2 separate regions of the Muntiacus reevesi genome follow, and region 1 is linked to region 2. A link is a contact called in public Hi-C data. All regions are on one chromosome and are shown on one strand. Each heading gives the region's core, a stretch centred on a gene start, on an enhancer-like site or on the middle of the called end of the contact. The rest is flanking DNA. Distances are from core to core; before and after follow the strand shown. Region 1 holds the start of HEY1 (hes related family bHLH transcription factor with YRPW motif 1). Region 2 holds the start of MRPS28 (mitochondrial ribosomal protein S28).

What was found. A called contact is a pair of places that touch in the nucleus more often than the background predicts.
Region 1: a Hi-C map of muscle shows a contact between it and region 2, with 6 times the contacts expected there. The contact joins the promoter of HEY1 here to the promoter of MRPS28 in region 2. A contact is called at or near these places in 2 of 3 Hi-C or Micro-C datasets (blood and muscle).

What each region holds. Positions count from the first base shown.
Region 1 is chr12:36,576,159-36,582,609 of mMunRee1.1, forward strand. It overlaps HEY1 (hes related family bHLH transcription factor with YRPW motif 1), which reads left to right and starts at 3,352. Exons shown (of 5, transcript XM_065902697.1): 1 at 3,352-3,618; 2 at 3,869-3,944; 3 at 4,089-4,172; 4 at 4,454-4,535; 5 at 5,436-6,127. The coding sequence starts at 3,530. The coding sequence ends at 6,019.
Region 2 is chr12:36,332,110-36,339,225 of mMunRee1.1, forward strand. MRPS28 (mitochondrial ribosomal protein S28) reads left to right here and starts at 4,493. Exons shown (of 3, transcript XM_065902529.1): 1 at 4,493-4,744. The coding sequence starts at 4,529.

The DNA.
Region 1 (6,451 bases), core at 2,102-4,601, 240 kb after region 2:
CCATAAGCCTCTTTCTTTCCTTTTTTCCCTATGCAGTCTCTGGAGTTCACCAGTGGGACTGAGCCACTGATTCCCACAGTGGTGGTATTTTTTTTTTAATTGAAGTATAGTTGATTTACAATGTTGTGTCAGTTTCAGACATATAGGAAAGTGATTCAGTTATATATAATTTTTTTAGTTCATTTACAATGTTTTTAGTTTCAAACATACATGCACAGTGATTCAGTTATATATATACATATATTGACTCTTTTTTAGATTCCTTTCTCATATACATGGGCTTCTCTGGTGGTTCAGTGGTAAAGGAACCTGCCTGCCAACACAGGACTCAGATTCAGTCCCTGGATTGGGAAGATCCCCTGGAGAAAGAAAGGGCAACCCACTTCAGTATTCTTGCTTGGAAATTCCATGAACAGAGGAGCCTGGTGGGGTCCATGGGGTTGCAAAGAATTGAACACGAATGAGTGACTGAGCACACACACTCACATAGGTTATCACAGGACACTGGCAGAGTTCCCTGTGCTACACAGCAGGTCCTTGCTGTTATCCATCATAAACAGTAGTGTGTGTGCATCCATTTCAACTTAAGCCTGTTTCATATAGAAATATTGGAGCTGTGATTTGAGGCTGAGCTCTTTTCCTCTGGAGGTCTCAGGAGTTCACCTCTGAAGAAGCCTGGCTCAAGCCAAGCCCTGTGAGTGAATTCCCAAATCTGGAGTACCCATCTATTCCAGGGCATCTCTTCCAAAGAAAACACAGAGAAAGGCAACCTGCAGGACACAAATAACTAACTAAACCCAGACTCCATAGACCAGGCAAGGAAATGGGCCCGCATGCAACCTGGAAGAGGCTGGTACTGCAGGAGCCATGAAGTATAAAAGAACAACACTCCATCACCCTTCCTCCAACCCCACTGTCTTGGAAAAGGCCCTTTCCCTAGAGGTTAGGCCTGGGGCAGCTGCGCTCCAGGGGAGAGGGGGTGAGTGTGCCAGAGTCAAAGCTCAGAAGCACTGGAAATGATGATTTCAATGCAGACCTCACTTTTGACGGAAAAGTAATACTGAGTATGGGAGAATTATTTTCCTTAGGTACCAATGTGGGTGAGGAATCCGCAACCCCTCTTTGTAGTTTCCTCTCCCCCACCTATCTGCAGCTTGCCCACGACTCCACAAAGTGGCCTAAATGGGCCAAGGCAGGAAAGGTTGACTCACTTGTAGATTCCAGAGGCTGGGAAAATTTACAGAACCACAGCGGGGTAGTGGACACAATGACTTCTAGGGCAGGGAAAGAAACTGAAAGTCAGAGGAACTTCTGGAAGGCAGAGGGGAGTGGGTGGATGGTTTCCTATGCCTGGACCACCAGGTTCTGGGAGGGAAGTGGCCGGTAGCAATGACCTGCTAGATTTAAGGCTGCGGAGGCTGAACTTGTGTGATTATATCAGACCCTAGAGAGCTCTGTCACCTGAGCCAAGAGCTGAGAAAGGAAATAGTGGGGTTATCCGCGAGGTTGGGGGCTGGGGTGGGGCAGAATAACTGAGAAGTGGCCTCCGGTGCAATACCAGGGCGCAAGGGTGCCTGGTGGGCCGGCCATAACAAATCCCAGTTGGCTGATGGAGGGACCCAGCCTTGACAGGAAAGCAGAAAGAGCCTCCTGGAAAGGACTGAGGGGCTCGAGGTGGTAGAGGTTTAGTGGAATACGAGGTTCAGTGAGAGTCAGGAAGTGGCTTACGGTGTGGGGGTGAGAGGCTGAGAAACATTCGATCCGTATCAGGCTCAGGCCACTGAGTGTGTGGCGTCTGAAATGTAGGCATTGAGATCAATAAACTAAGGAAGAATAGAAACGGACAAGCAACTTGCAAAGGTGACAATGTTTCTGTCATGCTTAACAATATTTATCGGGCTTTCCATCACTGAAGGACTGCAGTCCCCAAGAGTGGACTTCAGAGGAATATGTACTGCTCTGCTGCTTTGTCAGGGGAGAGAGATGCCTGGATTCCTAAATTCAGAAAAACCTCCTACAAATCAGGAAGCAGTCCGAGACACACAACATACATTTGTAAAACATCTATCTCCTTGAGGACTGGGAACTACACGTAGTACCCAGTACCCGCCACGCCACCCCCGAGGCGGAGGATGTGCAGGGGGCGCGTGTCTGTCTGGTGGTCAGAGACGTGAATCTCAGCAGCGAGGGCGGCCCCAGACGCAAATGCTCAGAGTCCCGCCACTCTGTCGCCCGCTGACAGGATCTGGCCGCCAACGCCTGAAAAAAAAAAAGAAAAAGAAAAAGAATAGCCCCAGCTGCCCCCCCATCCGCCCACTCCTGCCCCCCCGCCCCAGTCGGCCCAGCAAACAAGCGCTCCATTTCCCTGGATCCCAGATGCACAGGGAAATTTATTCCATCCCGGAGGCTGGGAAGCCCCTGCGGAAGCTAGTCCGTCTGCTGGTGAGGACAGAGCTCCAAAACCCGAAAAAGAACATTCCCCGAAACCACATCTTCCCCTGCAAGCGCCCGGGGCCCCGGGCTAGAGGCCACAGTGAACGGCGCCCCGGCGGCCGCTCTCCTGGCGCCCCGCACCCTCCGCCCGGCATTCGGCGCGCCGCCTGGCCAGGTGCTTCGGGCCCGGCTTCGCCTGCGGCGTGCGCCTCCCGCCGCCGGACACCGGCTGCCGGGCAGCCGAGATTTACCGCGGCCACAGGGCGGTGGCTTCCGGGGCCGCCCGGCGCCCAGTCTCCGATTACAGGTTCACACGGGGGGCCTGGCCCGCGGCCGCCCAGCCCCCGCCGGCGCGCCCTCAAGCGGCCCCGCTCCCCAGCCAGCCCATTCTTCTCCATTCATGCGGACGCCCAGCGCCGCCGCCGCCGCCGCCAGCGCGGCCGCCGTCGCCGCCGTCGGTCGCCCGGATTGGCTGGCGGCCGCGGCGCCGGCACTTTCCCACGGCCCGCGGCGCGTGCGGCTCACCGGCGGCGCTGCAGGCGCGGCCCTGGCGTGTGGCCAGGCCAATCGGGGCGCGCGGGGCGGGGCGGGGCCGCGGCCGACGGCGGGTTGGTGTCCCGGCCCGGCCTCCCCCGCCTGCCCGCCGCCGGCCCTGCGCCGCCCGCGCCGCCTCCTTCCCCCGCAGCGGAGGCCCGGTGGAGCCCCTGCGGAGCCGACACACCGCCACCGAGCAGGGGCGGGTGGGGAGGGCGGGCCTGGGGTTCGCCCTAGGCTTCAGCCTCGCCCCCGCCCGTCTCCTGAGAGGCTGCCAATCAGAGGAGCGAGAAGCCGGATTGGCCGAGGGAAGGCTGTTGCCCGGGAGCTACCGCCCCGCCCCTCCGCCCCCTCGTCCGCCCCCTTCTCTCCCCCGCCCTCCCCAGGGCCCTGGGAAGGGGCGCAGCGTGGGAAAGGGATGGTTGAGTTTTAACCGGAGGCAGAGCGTGAGCCGGACCAGTGTGTGCGGAACGCGAGCAGTCGAGCGCGGAGAGGCGCCGCTGCAGTTAACTCCTCCCTGCCCGCCGCGCCGACCCTCCCCCAGATTCCCCACTCAGCCAGCATGAAGCGAGCCCACCCCGAGTACAGCTCCTCGGACAGCGAGCTGGACGAGACCATCGAGGTGGAAAAGGAGAGTGCGGATGAGAATGGGTGAGTTGGCGGCGGGAGGCTAGAGTCGGCTGGCCTCGGTGACAGCGCATGAGAGCCCGGGGCACGCCGGCGCCCTGCACTGACCTCTGCGCATCTCCGGCAGGCCTCGGCCCCGGGTGAACGACCCGGAGGTGCTTTCAAGCCCAAGTTGCCTAAAAAATCTGAGTACGGGTAGGGCGTGGGGGCGACCTCTCAGATCACCTCCTCTCGCTTAACGGCGATTCCTGTCCCCCCCCCCCTCTTCATTTAGGAACTTGAGTTCAGCTCTAGGTTCCATGTCCCCAACTACATCTTCACAGATCTTGGCCAGGAAAAGACGGAGAGGCGTGAGTCTCTTTACAGTGCACCCTTTTTTTGGGGGGGGGGGGGGGTTGTTTGTTTTATTAATTAACGGGAAGAACCACCTTTCTTCACTTTAGAATTTACATCGTAATGGAAATGTCTCCCGTTGTTTTGCCTGCTTTCTCCAGATTATTGAGAAGCGCCGACGAGACCGGATCAATAACAGTTTGTCTGAGCTGAGGAGGCTGGTACCCAGTGCTTTTGAGAAGCAGGTAATGGAGAAAGTAGGTAGCTCTCTCGGTGTAGCTACCCACGCCTTCAGAATCCTTCGGCTCATTAATCTGAACCTCACCCGTGCCTTGGAAAATAACCGCGTTTGTGAGAAGGAAACAAATTCATCCAGATTCCCACATGTTTTGCGAAGATAATTTATTTTGCTGTTGTCTGTGCTTTTATGATTTACAGAGCACATCTGTGCGTATGTATTTCAAGTTGTTCCCCAAAGGCAGTAGGTGCCAAATCAGGTTTTTGTTGTTGTTGTTCTCTTCTCTAGGGATCTGCCAAGCTAGAAAAAGCCGAGATCCTGCAGATGACGGTAGATCACCTGAAAATGCTACACACTGCAGGAGGGAAAGGTATGTCTCATGTCCGGTGGGGCGCCTGAGTGCCTGGGGGCAGACACTAGCTGCCGAGGGCTAGGATTGGTGCAGTTGCTGCTTTATTTTTATTGCGCGCTTTGAGGGTGGAGAGAGAACGGTGTGTTGTGTGGGGGGTTGCCTGTAGGTGTACTTTCATGTGCACAAAGGTTTTCTCCAGTGAATTCATCACCCCAGCCCTCTGCAAATTAAGCTTATGCACCTTCTTTTGGAAAATACTTATTATGTGTGACAGGTAAAGTTGTGACAGCTCTGGTCAGGTAGCTCAAACCACATTTGTTTATTAACTTTTTGGAGAGAAAGCCTTTTTTTTTTTTTTTTAAATATATGGTCTTAATTTCATATACAAGATTCTTACACACATGACTCTTGAGGAAAGAAACCTGTTGTGATGAAGTAGAGAAAACCCCAAGGAAGGTGGGGGACCTTCTGAGTGTCTGTCTCCAGCCAGAAAATGCTTTACTCTGGACCAAGTGCCTAAAAGCTCCGTGATGATAACTTACATCTGTGTGTCTAATGAATTTCACTACTCTGTGGTTTTTCTGTCCTTGATGTGTTTTTTGTTGTTGTTGAGGGAAAACATGAAAGGAATGAACATAGTTTCATCTGCCGGTAGGGTATAATTCCAGTTTCTGCTTGGCAGTTTCTAATTGGGCTTTGAACTTGCATTAGCAAACACATACTTCTTATGTTGATTAATGCAAAGATTTTGGTAGACTCCCAAATATTTGGACTTTAAGAAGAGCCCGTGAATGCTTTTTTTTTTTTTTCCTTTCCCTTAAAGGATGTAGCTATTTGCCAGGAAGGGCTGCCTTTGGGATTGAAGACATGAGGGAAATGAGCGAAGCTCTGAGGATTTTCTTTTGTTCGTTTCCTCAGGCTATTTTGACGCGCACGCCCTTGCTATGGACTATCGGAGTTTGGGGTTTCGGGAATGCCTGGCCGAAGTCGCCCGTTACCTGAGCATCATTGAAGGACTGGACGCCTCGGACCCTCTTCGCGTTCGACTGGTCTCACATCTGAACAACTATGCCTCCCAGCGGGAAGCGGCGAGCGGCGCCCACGCAGGCCTCGGACACATCCCCTGGGGGAGCGCCTTCGGACATCACCCGCACGTCACGCACCCCCTGCTGCTGTCGCAGAGCACCCACGGGAACACTGGCACCTCGGGCTCGCCCTCGGAACCCCACCACCAGGGCAGGTTGGCCACAGCACATCCGGAGGCGTCCGCTTTGCGAGCGCCCCCTAGCGGCGGCCTTGGACCGGTGCTCCCGGTGGTCACCTCCGCCTCCAAACTCTCTCCACCCCTGCTGTCCTCCGTGGCCTCCCTGTCGGCCTTCCCCTTCTCTTTCGGCTCCTTCCACTTACTGTCTCCCAATGCGCTGAGCCCTTCGCCACCCACGCAGGCAGCAAACCTTGGCAAACCCTATAGACCTTGGGGGACGGAGATTGGAGCTTTTTAAAGAACTGATGCTGTAGAATGAGGGAGGGGAAAACTTCAATTCCCAGCTGCGCTGGGCTGTTGCCAACATCACCTTAAAGTCATCGGTAAAATAAAAAGGAAAAAGGTACACTTTCAGATAAACTTTATTGAAAGACGAAAGGTTTGTTGGTTTACTTTTTCTTTTTTAATGTTTTTTTAATCATGTCATGTGTTAGCAGTTTTTTAAAAAACTAGTTGTTAAATTTTGTTCCAGACGTTAAATTGAAATAGTGAGTATAAACCCACAAATTGGTGATAGGTTTGTACTGTGCCTAATTTACTTTGTTAACCTGTCTAAGAATGATTCCATTTTTGTCCCAAAGTTTTGGGGATTTTAACATTTAGTATTTTGGGTCTTTTCTTCTCCTTGTATAGTTACAGTCTCTTTTTAGAATTAATTTTCCAAACCACT
Region 2 (7,116 bases), core at 3,243-5,742:
TACTCATTTTTCTTGCCAGTGTTATCACTAGCCCTTTTTTCCAGGTTTTCTTGTATGTTTGAAAGGTATAAACTTCTAAATCACCTTGTGATCACTTCCATCTAGCCACTAGTAGCCACTATTTGAGCTTTCAGTAGGTGACGGGCATTTCACACCCACTTCCTTTAATTCCTCACTCAAGGTTGTCATGCTATCATCATTTTATAGATGAGATTACAGCCAGCAGACAAAAAGCCAGGATTTGAATTATATTTTATTCACTTGCCATCTGCCATTACTATTTTTACAAAGCATACTAACAATTTGCAAGCTACATGGGAAAAAAGCAGCTTGTATTTTTAATAAATCAAGAAGGAAGGTGTGGTTCAAGGAATCGGAGCAGGATCAGAAGGGGCCATGATGTTAAAATACTGCCATTAGCGTCGATGTTACTATTGGCACTAATATAGGGAAGGACAGTGTGCAGACTGACTCAGTCCTTCCCAATCTTATCTGATGCTTCTGTTGCTCTGCCAAAGGCAGAGAACTAGGCATGCTTGAAGTTAGTTGATACAAACTTATACATTAAAAACATCAGAATTTGTCCCCAAATGCATTATCAAAACAAAGGAATTTATCATCTGGCTAAGATAGGACATGAATATAATACAGCCATTGACTTTTTGACCTGGGATATTAGCGATCCCATTTACTGTGTAGATGCTGATTAAGTTTACAGAGCACTTCCTTAAACTTGAGATAGAGACTAATAACTTGGTTGTATGTGAGGAAACCAAATCAGCAACAAAAAATTGGCTCGCCTGCAATCAGGATTGGAGGTTGAATTAGAACTAAGAGCACTGGCCAAAGCTTTTCACTACAATTTTTTCTTTTCCTGAAGGGAAACAGAAGTAGAAATAGCCTTAGAAAGTAATGCAAAAATGTCTTAGGCAAGACTTCATCAAGAGGCAAGGGAAATAAACAATTTATGTACCAAAGGAGAGAACTCACCTGGAACAGAATTTATCTTATGCTCTCTACTGAATTTAAGGCTTGCCATACAGGTGGCTAGTAATAATGTCATGTGTGATTCGTACAATTATGCACTATTCTAAGATTAGTTCCTTGGTATCTCTAATTTTCTTGAGGAGGTCTCTAGTCTTCCCCCATGCAATTGTTTTCCTCTATTTCTTTGCACTGATCACTGAGGAAAGTTTTCTTATCTCTCCTTGCTATTTGTTGGAACTCTGCGTTCAGATGAGTATATCTTTCCTTTTCTCCTTTGCCTTTCACTTCTCATATTTTCTCAGCTATTCGTAAGGCCTCCTCAGATAACCATTTTTCCTTTTTTGCATTTCTTTTTCTTGGGGATGATCTTGATCCCCGTCTCCTGTATGATGTCTTGAACCTCCATCCATAGTTCTTCAGGCACTCTGTCTATCAGATCGAATCCCTTGAATCTATTTGTCGCTTCCACTGTATAATCATAAGAGATTTGATTCAGGTCATACCAGAATAGCCTAGTGATTTTACCTACTTTCTTCAGTATAAGTCTGAATTTGGCAATGAGGAGTTCATTATATGGGCCACAGTCAGCTCCCAGTCTTGTTTTTGCTGACCATATAGAGCTGCTTTTTCAGCTACAAAAACAGAATCAATCTGATTTTGGTATTGACCATCTCGTGATGTCCATGTGTACAGTTATCTCTTGTGTTGTTGAAAAGGGTGTTTGCTATGATCAGCATATTCTCTTGGCAAAACTCATTAACCTTTGCCCTATTCATTTGGTACTCCAAGGCCAAACCTGCCTATTACTCCAGGTATCTCTTGACTTCCTACTTTTGCATTCCAGCCCCCCATGATGAAAGTTCAGTTCAGTTCAGTTGCTCAGTCGTGCCCAACTCTTTGCGACCCCATGAACCACAGCACACCAGGCCTCCCTGTCCATCACCAACTTCCAGAGTTTACCCAAACTCACGTCCATTGAGTCAGTGATGCCATCCAACCATCTCATCCTCTGTTGCCCCCTTCTCCTCCTGCCTTCAGTCTTTCCCAGCATCATGGTCTTTTCAAATGGGTCAGTTCTTCACATCAGGTGGCCAAAGTATTGGAGTTTCAGCATCAACATCAGTCCTTCCAATGAACACTCAGGACTGATCTCCTTTAGGATGGACTGGTTGGACCTCCTTGCAGTCCAAGGCACTCTCAAGAGTCTTCTCCAACACCACAGTTCAAAAGCATCAATTCTTCGGTGCTCAGCTTTCTTTATAGTTCAACTCTCACATCCATACATGATTACTGGAAAAACCATAGCCTTGATTAGATGGACCTTTGTTGACAAAGTAATGTCTCTGCTTTTTATCATGCTGTCTCAGTTGGTCATAGCTTTTCTTCCAAGGAGTAAGCGTCTGTTTATTTCATGGCTGCAGTTACCATCTGCAGTGATTTTAAAGGCCCCCCAAAAAAAGTCAGGCACTGTTTCCCACCTATTTGCCATGAAGTGATGGGACTGGATGCCATGATCCTAGTTTTCTGAGTGTTAAGCTTTAAGCCAAATTTTTCACTCTCCTCTTAAACTTTCATCAGGAGGCTCTTTAGTTCTTCACTTTCTGCCATAAGGTTGGTGTCATCTGCATATCTGAGGTTATTGAGTTCTCCTGGCAATCTTGATTCCAGCTTGTGCTTCATCCAGCCCAGCGTTTCTCATGATGTACTCTGCATATAAGTTAAACAAGCAGGGTGACAATATACAGCCTTGATGTACTCCTTTTTGTATTTGGAACCAGTCTGTTGTTTCATGTCCAGTTCTAACCTGCTTCCTGACCTGCATACACAATCCTCAAGAGGCAGGTCAGGTGGTCTGGTATTCCCATCTCTTTCAAAATTTTCCACACTTTATTGTGATCCACACAGTCAAAGGCTTTGGCATAGTCAATAAAGCAGAAATAGATGTTTTTCTGGAACTCTTGCTTTCTCCATGACCCAGCAGATGTTGGCAATTTGATCTCTGGTTCCTCTGCCTTTTCTAAAACCAGCTTGAACATCTGGAAGTTCACAGTTCATGCATTGCTGAAACCTGGCTTGGAGAATTTGAGCATTAATTTACTAGCATGTGAGATGAGTGCAATTGTGTGGTAGTTTGAGCATTCTTTGGCATTGCCTATGATGAAAAGGACATCTTTTTTTGATGTTAGTTCTAGGAGGTCTTGTAGGTTTTCATAGAACCATTCAACTTCAGCTTCTTGAGTTTGAGTAAGGTCTGGGAGATAGTGGACAGGGCAGCCTGGTGTGCTGCAGTCCATGGAGTCATAAGAGTCAGACTCGACTAAGCGACTGAACAACAAAGGTTAGTCCACTTCTTGTGTTCTTTCTACTGTCTACACAATTGATGAGAATATCAGAGTTATAAAATCCAGAGTCAAAAGGATTATTTGGAATTCTCCGGCAGGTCCACTGGCTGGGATTCTGAGCTTTCACTGTCCAGTTCAGGGTTCAGTCCCTGGTCAGGGAACTAAGCTCCCTACAAGATGCCTGGCCTGGCCAAAAACAAAAGTCTCATAGTCAAAAGCATTATTAAAATAGGGTCTGGGGTCATACATAAAAATTCCTTCCCTCAAAGTACTTGCAAATGCGATGGAACAGTGCTTGCTCAAGTGTGTATTTTTATAAAAATCCTGGGTAGAAGGATGGACAGCTTAATTCATTAACGCAACTATGGTGTTGTTTCTTCAGTTTTGAAGAAAGTGGGCAAATTCTGGCAATTAACATGGCGCCGGAAGGGAGAAAATCTTAAGTGAGCGTGGATCCTCTGGGTGGTGCATATTTAGGCATTAGGAACTTATTCCCTAAGAAAAGGGATTGCAGCCAGAGGTAACCCAAAATGTCTCAAATTAATATTTTTGTAACGTGGCTGGGCTGACCACTGAACAGGCAAAGAAGGACACACTTGGAACCCAAATGTTTAAGCCCTACCATGTGCTCGCTGTCAGGGATTTAACAGCACAATTCCTTCCCTCATAGAGTTCATAAATTCAGAGCACACGCTAAGCACAACTACTGTAAGTAAACTACATGGCATATTAAGAAGTGTTAAGTGGCGGGGGTCCGACAGTATTTGGAGTTCCAATTCTACATAAGTTCCAATTCTACATAAGCCAAGGAGAACCTCGCATTTGAGCAAAGTCCTGAAGAGCGGTGGGGGTAAGAACCTTCGGACATTCTGGGGCAGGACGCGGAAGGCGGGGGCAGCAAGTGTCGCATTATCAGAATTTACAGCAGCACAAGGCCCAACGGGTACCTGGGAGGGCGAAATTGCTGCGAGTCAGAAAGCTTTCCAGGCAAAACTTAGCGGGCCGCTGCTAGCAGGGGACTTCTAGCCATCAAAGATTTTGTCCACCAACCGGAATCTCCCTCGACCCACACATGGCCTCAACGCCAACCAGACCACGCCCACCGCCCACAGGGCTCTGCAATGGGCGGTCCCTTGTTGCTCCGCCCCGCGACCCGCGCGCTTGCGGAGAAGCCAAAGGTCAGAGGTCGAGCATCCGTCATGGCGGCGCTGTGTCGGACCCGTGCCGTGACTGCCGAGAGTCATTTTCTGCGAGTGTTTCTCTTCTCTCGATCCTGTCGAGGAGCAAGCACTGAGAGTCGCTCCGGAAGCGAGAGTTCTGATTCCACGGAGCCGAGGCCGCGCTCAGGCGGCTTCGCGAGCGCTTTGGAGCGGCTCTCGGAGCTGCAGCGGAAGGCGGAGCTCGGCCGGACGAGGGTGAGTCGCGAGAGCTAAGCCAGGCACTCGTTGGCGGGCGGGGCCGGGGTTGGGGGCGGAGTCAGGGTGGAGCCCGCCGTAATGGGTGGAACCGGGGGCAGGGCGGAGTTTGGCGTCGTTGTTGGGCCGGGCTAAGTTGGGTGAGACCGAGAGGCGGGGCCGGGGGCGGGGTCCAGCGTAGGAAGTAGAGTCTGGGCAGTTCGCTTGGAAAAGTGTGCGGTCGTGTGTTTTGTCGGTTTGTTGTACTTCTGTATGGTATCTACATGTTGGGCCTGCGTTGTCCACACCCCTTTGAACGCGTCTTCTGAATTGAGTGCTAGAAGGGAAACCAGCAGCGAGAGCTGCCGGCGGCACGTCTAGGGCGACTCCTGGGACTCCGAGTGGGACTCAACGCTGGAAGAGGCTGGGCTCTCGGCTTCTCTTGTGCACAGCAGCTGCAGCGGGGAGCTCAATGTCTGGTGTTCCAGGCTCTTCAGAAATATTTCTTAATTCAGTGGATAGGTAAATGACAGAATTAGTGTCACTATGAAGTTGAGCAAGTAATTTAACCTATCAGTGCTTCACTTTTTCTGTAAATGACCTTTAAAAAAAAAAACCGTCTGCCCCAGGCAATAATTCTGTAAAATACGATAGAATTATTAGATAGGTGAAATGGAAGACATAGGCAGAAATGCAAATTAGATTTTTTTTTGAGCTAGCAGACATGAAGTTTGGCGGTATTAAACTGTATAAAAATAAACTCCCAATTTCTGTGCTTAGCCCCTTGGGAACCAGCCCCAAACAGTTCACAGACGGGTAGTGTCCTGGGTTACAGGAAACCGCCTGGCATCTAGCACAGTGCTTGACTGTTAGTGGGCACTCCGTGTTTGCCAGATGAGAGAATGAAGGAATAGAACGCACAGTGCACATTTGAACTTCAAGACAGCCTGGGCAGTCTTTGAATTGAGATTTCTGTGTGACAGCTCACAAACAGTTAAACAAGTGAGGATAGCACAGGCTTGAGCACGTAAATAAAACATGCTAGTCTAGAATAATAACAGAGCAAGAACAATTGTCAGAGCAATAAGAAAACCGAACACACCACGTTAGTTTTATTTTAGTGTTTATTGGAGGTATTCAGTATTTTTCTGCCATATTTATTATGAGGACTATGAGTAATTGATAGGTATTGGTGTAAAGATTCAATTTTGTGAAAAATCTTTCATTTCTCTCTTTGAAGTTTCTGGAACCATTCAATTGCAGAGTATTCTGACATTACAAGATGAATAAAGTTTGTCTTTATTGTGTGATCAGGAATTTTGAAAAAAATTGTAAAGTATAAAAGTGATGTGAAAGGAGAATATAAATAGCATTGAAGGTTACTGTGTGCATATAAAAGCCTCCTTTCCCTCATTTTCTCAAAGCTGGAAGGTGTATTTTTATAAATGTATACTACTAGAGATTTTATGTATGCATATATGAGTATAAGTTATTTATATATACAGATATACTTAAAAACATTCAGGTTTTTGAACTACATCATTAATGTTTAAGAATGAAAGCTCTGGATTCAGACAGTCTTGCTTTGAATTATGATTCTTCTATCGTTTACTGCCTGTGTTTCCTTGAAAAGTTATGTAATATCCATGTATCTTCTTTTCATTTTTTTTTTTAATAACAGGAAGCTCTATCATGGGATTATTATGAAACTAAATGAATTCATTATTTAAACACATAGTACAGGGACCTGGTAATGAGCACTCAGTATATTTTCATTGCTGCTGCTGAAAATTGCTCTTCTCACTTAAGTATAACTCAGAATATTTTTCCTTATCATTATATATGTGTAGTGTAGTGTGCTTACCCTTCTCCCTAGGTATCCAACAAGGGATTGGTTTCAGGATCCTCTGTGATACCCAAATCCTGGATACTCAAGTCCCTTATATAAATGGTCCAGTTAGCCTTCTGCAGCTTCCACATCTGCAAATATAGGAGGCTATCTGTATACCTCACTGAAAAAATATTTGTTTGGCATTCCATGGTTTGGATGTAGCATTATTTATCTAACCAGACCTTCATTAGTGAGCTTCTAGGCTTTTTTTCCCCCTCCCCTTAATACAGACAGTGCTACAGTGAGCATTTACATTTTTCTGCATATTTATGGGATATATAGGGCTTTCCCCAGTGACTCAGTGGTAAAGAATCTGCCTGCCAATACAGGAGACAGGGATTCAATTCCTGGGTGGGAAAGATCCCCTGTAGAAGGAAATGGCAACCTGCTCCATTAGCCCTGCCTGGGAAATCCCGTTGTCAGAGGAGTCTGATGGGGCTACAGTCCTTGGGATTGCAAAAGAATTGGACATGACTTAGCCACCAGGTGGCTCAGTGGTAAA